3 separate regions of the Zea mays genome follow, and regions 1 and 2 are each linked to region 3. A link is a contact called in public Hi-C data. All regions are on one chromosome and are shown on one strand. Each heading gives the region's core, a stretch centred on a gene start, on an enhancer-like site or on the middle of the called end of the contact. The rest is flanking DNA. Distances are from core to core; before and after follow the strand shown. Region 1 holds the start of LOC100502388 (MOB kinase activator-like 1B). Region 2 holds the start of LOC100501754 (CslF6-2). Region 3 holds the start of LOC100285490.

Region 1 (3,060 bases), core at 438-2,937, 230 kb after region 3:
GTGTCCAAACAGAGGGAGAGAGACTCCCTTTTATACTTTAATGGACGATCCTTACATGAGAGAGAGGGAGAGCGAGTTCTGTAGCTAATGCCTTACACGGTAGTGCACGACGAGCCTCCTTGAGTCAGTCTCGAGGCGTGGTTGCATTTGACAAAGACCAAACTTTAGAAGAAAAAAAAACTAACCACCCCGCTGTGCCAGAACGTTGGATGACCATCAACCAAGTTTGCTATAGTAGAAAACATGAGATACGATTAAGGTGTCAAAAGACTCTAAATTTAGATTATAAAATTTAAAAATCAGATTGAATTAAGATTAGATTCTATTCCTATTTATTTTTGAACAAAATCAATTAAAAGCTAAATAAATAGTAAAGAAACGTTTGAATAACGATTCGTTAACGTTTAGGTACGAACCGTACGATATACGACACATATGCACCTCGGCTACCGTGCACCACGAGTGTTGCCACATACTTCAGTGGGAGGGAGACCGAAGAGCGTAGTATAGTTAGAAATGGTAACGAGTATCATGATTCGATAATTGATGGGTATTTATCTTATTAGAGTATATGTGTGAGCTAAATATTCTATTATAGATTTTTACTGGACAAAAACCTTACCCAAAAAGAAAACGAGTATCAGAACATTCTGCCCTCACTCATGCTTGTTAACCCGTGAGTATAAAATATCCAATATAAACCTGCCCAAAAACATAAACTTGAGCATTTGGCCTAGACCAAAATAAATGAAACCCTAGTTATATAATCTCTAAGCAGATTTTATAGTTGTTTATTGCGCAATTATGTAATTAGATATTATTTCTATAGATCTGAGCACAATCCTAGAGCATCGTGTGTCTATAATGTTAGAAATCAAATGGTGTGATGCTTAAGTATAGCACATGGTTTATTTAAATTTGACGTTTAATAACTATTAAACTGATATTTTTTAGGGTTCATTATATTTATAAAATGATATTTATCACATATGATATATGTCTAATCTTTGTGGGTACGAGTGACTCGACAGGTGACACATACCTACATGAATATGTATATAGGGGTAAATCTATACCCATAAGTGAATATGGATGATCCCGCGGATTATTTTTCTTTATCGTGGGTATGAGTATTGGATACTAAGAGCAAGTACAATAATGGGCTCTAAGTCTGCTTATATAGTATTTTTGCTTATGTGGAAGAGAGAGACATCAAAAAATAAAGAGAGTGGACACTTGTGCAAGAACTAGATGCTACAAGCTTCAAGAAAAAGATAAAAGAGACAAGAGATAAGAGATTTATCTAAGAGCTAACTGTAAAGTTAGCTTTATTATATGAGTGTGTTTATCGTTAGCTTTAGATAATATAGTAAAAAGTTAGACCCAACAATAGACTCTGTTGTTAAACTTGTTCTCGACTTCGACACGACACGGCCGCAGACGATAGCTGGGTGATCTGACTTCTGACCCGGTGGGGCCCGGGGCATGATGGATCATGGATTCCAGCCAGGCGCCCGGCTCCATCCGCCGCGCGTTCTGCCGCGCCTCGCTGTGCCGGCCCACGCCGCCTCTGACGAGTGAGCCCAATCATTTCGCATCTGGCTCTCGCAGGCGGCAGGTCGCAGAGCAGCCCAGCCCCAGACCCACCTCGTCCGCTTCGTCCTCTCGTCTCCTCGCACTCGCTAGCTGACGCTGCGTGCGCCAAAAGCAGCACTGCAGCAGCAGGTCCAGCCGTCGCCCCCACTTCCCACCACTGCCACGCGCGCGCCGGATCGAGGGAGGGCACGCAGACGCGGAGGAGGGAGGATGAGTCTCTTCGGGCTTGGACGGTGAGCGCTCGCGGGATCTCGATCGTATTGTAGTATTGTACACGTACTTCGCTCTGCACCCTTTGCTTTATTATTCCTTGTCCCCGGCTCGTCGCCCGTGGGTTCGGGACCGCGGGATCCAGGCCCGCTGATGGAACTGAGATCTCGCGCGGGGTTTCGTTCATGGGATCGGGGAATTCCCCTGCTTGATCCGCTGCTCGAGCTGAGTGAGTGGTTGTGGCTCTCTTCTGACGGCCCTAATTAGTAATTCTGCGTAGCAACCAGTGCCACTGGGGAGTTCTGCTCCGCTCTGCTCAGACCTTGTTTCTTCACCTTGATTTTGGATTTGTCTCGGCGTTTTTTTTTTTACCCAACGTCAGATCATGCTGAGCCGAGTTTGGCGGGCTCAGCCTGCTTGGCTTATTCGTTACTGAGGGACTACGCTGATTTTAGCTTCTGATGCAACAACCATGCTGATCAGTGTTTTTTATTCTTTTGGCAGGAACCAGAAGACATTCCGCCCCAAGAAGAGCGCTCCATCAGGCAGCAAGGTAACAATTTCGGCTTCCCAGTTCCCTCTTTTAAGTACTGCACGACAGCACGAGTTATTAGATACCTGCCTGCACCTGCGCCACTATTTGGCGTGCTACACATCATGCAAAGTGCGTATCATGCGTGGTGGCCGTTGCTCTGGGCCGTCAATCAAAATCTGAAGCATGACTGCATACGGGAGCAATTTATCTAGGTGTCAATTTATTGCAACATCTAGTGATTCCTGTGGCCGTACTACATCCAGGATTTTAATCAGTTCTCATGAACTGTTTAGAGGGCATGCAGGTGCGGGCTATGCTTGTCACTGAAAAGTATGTGCAATTAGTCTTGTTAGAACTTTGAGTTAACTTCAGTAGTATGAATTGGTGATGGATCTTATCAGTGTTCTGGAAGTAGACAGGCTTTAAGTTATCTGTTTTGCTTTTAGCCTTTTTGTTCTGGCTATGTCCAGAACTAAAGATATCTTGCGTGGCTGACACTCTTGTTGGCTATCTCGCCAAGAGCTCTGTTTATTGTTGAACATTTGTTAACATAAGGGACTCAACAGTTTTGTTGGATTGCTTTATTCTTCCATCTATTCCAAGACACTATGCGCTAAACATCTTGAAACACTGCTAACGGGATTCCTTTTGTTGCTTATCACGTGTCAATTAAATCCATTACAAAAACACTTTCAGTGAAAGGTCTAATGAACGTTGTC
Region 2 (3,107 bases), core at 216-2,715, 190 kb before region 3:
TTTAGATGCAAACCCCTTCCAAAAAAAAAAAAACGGTTGAGCCCTCTAGAGTCTAGAAGAACCCACCTTCCCAAATTAGAGGGTGCAACTGGAATGCCCCCAACACCACCACCAGTCCTACTTTCTTCTCTCTCTTTTTTTATCACCTTCCCAAAAAAAACTATGTCACCACTCAGTCACTCACCAGCACTTTCACTCTCCCATCCCATGCCCAAAAGTGTATGGAGGGAAAAGAAAGAAAGAAAGAAAAAAAAAGACATTTTTAGTTTTGGACACACAACACACAAGGCGCTTTGTACTAGTTATGATGCAGAGTTTTCCGCTAAACATCCTTTACTATACCGGAACTTGGAGGCTGGCTTTGGACTCACATGCAAGCCACGCCTACTGTCGCCTCTCTCTCTGTGCAGCACAGCACAGCACCCCACGCGGGCAAGCTGAAGCAGAAAAGGCATTCATTGATTCCCACCAGCACTGCACTGCACCCCACCTCGGATTCCCGTTGCGGGTAATTAGCAGCACCAATCACAGAGATGCCTTCACCTTTTTTTTATGAGCCGCCATGGGCAGGCAGGAGGGGTCCCACCCTGCAGCGGTGGTGCTGCCGACAGCCCAACGGGAGAAGCGGGGCCGCCTGCCTGGGGTCCCCTGCCTAACTGTAACGTGCACCTGTCTAATGGCCGAGCCCGGATTGACGAGACTGAAATTTAACTGCCTCGTTTGGTTTGGTTTGGTTTGGTTTAGTTGTTAATTCACTGCTTCAGTCTAGTAGTAGAGTGCTTGCTTGGAGTGGGAGACTACTGGCTGATATAGTGTTGTTGTTCGGAGTGTAACGGCCGGTGAATGCAGGCGCGCGGCGCGCCGGCGAGGCCGTTGAACTGAGAGCAGACGAAGAGGTGTAAGTATATATATACCTGTAGGGGTGGAGGAGGACACCCTTGATCTTCTCGGTGCGGAAGACGGGGCGTTCCTCGAGCGCGACGGCCCCCGGGTCGGCGGCGGAGGAGAGGCCGTCGTCGCTGAGGTCGACCGCCACCCAGCTCTCGTCGTTGACGGCGCCGATCTGGCCCTCGGTGGCGGCCACCGCCACGCGGTCCATGTCGGCGGAGGAGGCGGCGGACGCCACCGCCGCCGCGCCGGCGCACGCGCACACGGGGAACCCGCCGCATGCGCACCCGCGCCTGCCGTCAGCCTGCTGCTGCTGCTGCTGCTGTCCTGTCGGCGTCTCGCCGTTGCTGCGCCGGCCGCCCGGCGCCATAATGCCTGCCTGCCTGGCGCGCAATCAGGCAGGGACGATGGTGGCCCTTCTCTCTGTCGAGGCTGGGAGGACACGCGCGGAGGGAAACCGAGAATGCGAAGCTACCTCTCTCTACCTCCCCTGCTGCCCTTCTGGTGTGCTGTGTGGCAGAGAGAGAGAGAGAGAGAGAGGAGGAGGAGGAGGGGGGAGAGAAGGTGGCGCGGCGCGGGCGCCGGGGTGCGTGGGGAGATGGAGGCCGAGTGAAGTACGTGGGGGGAGGGACGGGATATATAGAGAAATTACGGGACGGGGTTCACGAGCCCGAGTGTCGGTCGGGGTTGGAGGCAAGCTAAGCTTCCTCTGTATTTTTGTACGCGCGTGTGTGTACACGTCCCTCTCTCTCCCTCCCTTTTCCTCCCACTCTGTACAGTACAGTATAGCTGTAGGTATCTACGTAGTACGTACTCACACTCAGCTCTGTCAATCTGGCTGCGTGTCTTTCTGTTCCTACGCGCGCCCGGCCTCCCTCGACGATTTGTACCGACTCTTTCTGTCTGTGTGCGTCTAGAGAGATGGTGGTGATGATGAAGCAAGGAACGAAGGATGAAGGTGAGCTGTATATGAATATGTAGGTGGCAGGCAGGCATTTGCAAGCGCACACAGGCCCATATGGCACCGGCACCGGCACCGGCACCTTACCTACCAGGCTGCTTCCGCATAACCCCATGTGCCCTCTCCCTCCCCTGCCTAGGACTGTACCCTCCGCCTGATTATTAAAATTTTGCGGCGCTCTAATAAAAAAGTATATATATACTTCCTTGAGTAAATAAAAAAACTAGGCACTAAAATCGGCGGGGACAGAACGGTACTGTAATGATGAGTTTGTTTTTGCTATGCTCCTATTATTATAAATATAAAATGGACGCTCCTTTTTTACTAGCTGAGCTGACCTGATGTCAAGGAGAAGAAGCAGGATAACTAAGGCTGGACGCACCTGTCTCCGCGTGCCAGCTACTTCCTCTTGCATTGGCGGCTACAGCCTACAGGGGAGCCCCCACGCCCACAGGGCTGCCTTCTGCGCGTCGGGCTCTTTCTATCTGTGTACGTGGTTTTTCCCAGTTTATCCCCTCTAGCACTATTCATTTATATAGCAGTGGATCCGTGAGTAATTGTTAATATATAAAAAATTGATAGTAGATAAAAGTAGTTATAGAAAATAATATTTTATGGTTATAGTAGAGTTTAGAGAGTATTTAGAGGAACCGCTGCCAGAGATGAAAAAATAAGCGATAAATTGTTGATGATTCGATGAAAAAAAAAATGATATAATAGAAGCGCGGATAGTCTAAAGTTCCTCGCGCCCCCTGATTGGCAGATGAGATTCCTTGCGTCCGCCTTTCCAGCCTCTCCCTCTTCCCGCTGGGCCCTGGGGCTCCGGTCCGTCCGTGACGCCGACGAATGGAACCTGCGAGGGAGGCGGCTCGCACTACGTCCGTCCGTCGTCGTGCTGTCGTACATGGCGGTGGCCGGTGGCGCAGAGCTGGGCAGCGCAGGCTCCCATCATGAGCTGGGGGTAGGGTGCCTCGCCAAGCCAAGCCAAGCCAGACCTTCCGGGTTCCGGCCGGGAAGACCAGATTATTGATTGCAAGGAACCAAACGGCTTCGTGGACGATGAGGCGTCGGTGCTGCGTGTGGTGTATGTATCCGTATCTGATCCGGCCGGCTCCCATCGTTCGGGGGCCTGCACCGGGTTAACTCCACGGAAAGTCCCGTGGCGTCTTCATCCACCACAGTACCACACCCTCCTCCTCCGGCACCGAGTTACTCCGGTCACAGCGGCGAGCAGAGCGCGCGCGGCAGGGCAGGCAGA
Region 3 (2,826 bases), core at 80-2,579:
TCCCATGATCCCATCCATTGCAGTTGACGTGTGAAGCTGATGCTAGTTTTTTTTCATGGGCAAGTCTTCAACAAACTTCGAGTTAATGGCTTAACAACAAATAGAATTTACGACTGATGGGTTTGCATTCATAGTTAGATTTGAATTAAGTTTAGTCACGCTATTTCGAGTTTTTGTTAGCATGTAGGAGGTGAAGTATAATGTTCACTTATACGAGAATTCTAGAAGCAGGAGGAACACAGCCACCTTATTCTGTTTAAACTTCATTACTTGCTAACTATACCAAGTACACATGTGAAAAGCCAAACAATGCAAATGCATAAAACTAGAAATGATAAATAGACAAGCTTACTGATGATGATATAAACGAAGTGACACCTAAAGCAAAATTCATAGCTTGCATCCATTTATAGTTATAGTCTGAACAAATGGGCCAGAGGAAATTCAATGCATATGTTTTGGTTAGAAATGTACCTTCTCTGCTTCAGGGGTCCCCTTCTCGGAAGATAGTCTGCCACTGTATCAAGTGTAAGAATGCCAGCTACGGAGCCTCTACTGAGATTGTATTTCTCAAAGTTGGCATCTGTAGCATCTCCACACTCGATGTTGAAACTACTATTTACAGAATTAGAATTGACGGCCACAAGGCAAGTCCTCATGCAGCCGGGTGGAACTGAAAATCCAGAGAGGAGAGCAATGTAACGATCAATCCGGAGAACAAGGTCCAACGGGAACTTGTAACCAGGAAAGAACGAGCTGCAGTGAGTGTCAGCCACTTCCCAGCAGTCCTCGAGCCGTGCGTCTCGGACCACGATTTCAGGGTACAAAGTGGGCAGCAATTCAACCGCCTGGCTAGCATAGCAAATTCCTGAAAAAACAAAAGGTAGGATTTAATGTCAAAGAAAACGTTGAGTAGCTGGATCATGACGCACGCGAGCGCAATCACCTCCCGTAGCCCTGTCGCCTGCGCGGAACGGCCCCGTTTTGGCTGTTTGGATGAATGAAATGCGGATCCGTCTCGTGCAATTTACTGTTGCCGGCCTGCGAGATCTCAAAAGGGTTTGTTTTGACCGGAGGAGGAGAAAAAGGGGGAAAATTCAGCAACTCATACCAGATCATGGCGCGGGAGCCGTTGAAGCTCGGGGCAAAAGACGCCGAGACGCCTCCACCGGGGCAGGGCCCTCGCATTGCTTCCGGCGAAGCAGCTTGGGAAGCACGAGTGGAGAAGGAGCACGGCGGCCGCGCTGGGCCAGCGGCGGCGCAAGAGAGGAGAGAAGGAATCGTGGGGAAAGGATAAGGATGAGATACAGAGAGCCATTGTCCTTTTTCAGAAAACCCCCTGAAAAATCCGAGTAGCACATTTGAATGAACTATTTTTTCAAAAAATAAAAATAATAATAATAATTTAAACTTGAAACTTAAATTATATTGCCTCTCTATTTAAAAATGCACTTCTAGATATGTTAACTAAACCTATTTTAGTATCGATCAACTTCCTCATAAATAGTACTCCCTCCTTCATTCCAATTTATAATTTGATTTTTTACCCTATGTTTGATCGGCTCATGTTATTAAAAAAATTCATAATTATTATTAATCTTTGATATGATATTGTTTAGCATGTATTTGTCGGCGTTTCGACCCCGGGGGTCCCTGAACCGACGAGTAAATTATCGCTGCGTGTCCCAGCCCAGATGGGTCGGCGCGAGACGGAGCACAAGGGGGAAAACAGTGAGGGGAAACCGCGGCCTCGTGTTGTCCTGCGCCCAGGACGGATGCGCTTGCAGTAGGGGGTTACAAGCGTTCGCGAGGGAGAGAGAGAGGGGGCGTGAGACTGCGCGTCAGCCCGTTCTCCCGCGCGGCCACCTTCTCGTATGAGGGCCCTGGACCTTCCTTTTATAGACGTAAGGAGAGGGTCTAGGTGTACAACGGGGGTGTAGCAGTGTGCTAACGTGTCTAGCAGAGGGGAGCCAGAGCCCTATGTACGTGTCGATGTGGCTATCGGAGAGGTGTTGGAGCCCTGTCCATGTGGCGTCATGGCCGTCGGAGGAGCGCTTGAGCCCTGTAGAAGCACAGCTGTCGGGGCTGTCAGATCCTTGCTGACGTAGGGGGCTGAGAACCGCCGTCGTCATGGAGCACGCGGGGTGCCATCATTACTTGTTTTACCGGGGCGAGCCAGATGGGACGCCGGTCTTGTTCCCCATAGCCTGGGCTAGCTAGGGGTAGGGTAATGATGGCCCCCTTGTGGCGTGGTCGGTCCGAGCCCAAGGTCGGGCGAGGCGGTGATTCCTCCGAGGTCGAGGCTGAGTCCGAGCCCGGGGGTCGGGCGAGGCGGAGACCGTCGTCCGAGGTCGAGGTTGAGTCTGAGCCCTGGGGTCGGGCGAGGCGGAGACCGTCGTCCGAGGTCGAGGTTGAGTTCGAGCCCTGGGGTCGGGCGAGGCGGAGACCGTCGTCCGAGGTCGAGGTTGAGTCCGAGCCCTGGGGTCGGGCGAGGCGGAGACCGTCTTCTGGAGTCGAGGTTGAATCCGAGCACTAGGGTCGGGCGAGGCGGAGACCGTCTTCCGAGGTCGAGGTGGAGTCCGAGCCCTAGGGTCGGGCGAGGCGGAGACCGTCTTCCGGAGTCGAGGTTGAGTCCGAGCCCTGGGGTCGGGCGAGGCAGAGATTCCTATGGCGCCCGAGGCTGGACCTGGTTGCTGTCAGCCTCACCCTGGCGGGTGGCACAGCAGTCGGAGCAGCGCAGGCGATGCTGTTTTCCTGTTAGGTCAGTCAGTGGAGGGGCGAAGTGATTGCGGTCACTTCGGCCTTGTCGACTGGAGAGCGCGCGTC

What was found. Hi-C and Micro-C count contacts between places; a contact is called where the count stands out from the background.
Region 1: a contact with region 3 is called in a Hi-C map of leaf, with 10 times the contacts expected there. The contact joins the promoter of LOC100502388 here to the promoter of LOC100285490 in region 3. A contact is called at or near these places in 7 of 25 Hi-C or Micro-C datasets (ear, endosperm, leaf and 2 more).
Region 2: a Hi-C map of leaf shows a contact between it and region 3, with 4 times the contacts expected there. The contact joins the promoter of LOC100501754 here to the promoter of LOC100285490 in region 3. A contact is called at or near these places in 6 of 25 Hi-C or Micro-C datasets (bundle sheath, ear, endosperm and 2 more).

The regions. Positions count from the first base shown.
Region 1 is chr4:32,788,342-32,791,401 of Zm-B73-REFERENCE-NAM-5.0, reverse strand. LOC100502388 (MOB kinase activator-like 1B) reads left to right here and starts at 1,687. Exons shown (of 7, transcript NM_001196866.1): 1 at 1,687-1,829; 2 at 2,311-2,359. The coding sequence starts at 1,807.
Region 2 is chr4:33,205,814-33,208,920 of Zm-B73-REFERENCE-NAM-5.0, reverse strand. LOC100501754 (CslF6-2) reads right to left here and starts at 1,465. Exons shown (of 3, transcript NM_001321414.1): 1 at 915-1,465. The coding sequence starts at 1,258.
Region 3 is chr4:33,019,586-33,022,411 of Zm-B73-REFERENCE-NAM-5.0, reverse strand. LOC100285490 reads right to left here and starts at 1,329. Exons shown (of 4, transcript NR_182167.1): 1 at 1,112-1,329; 2 at 947-1,030; 3 at 475-868.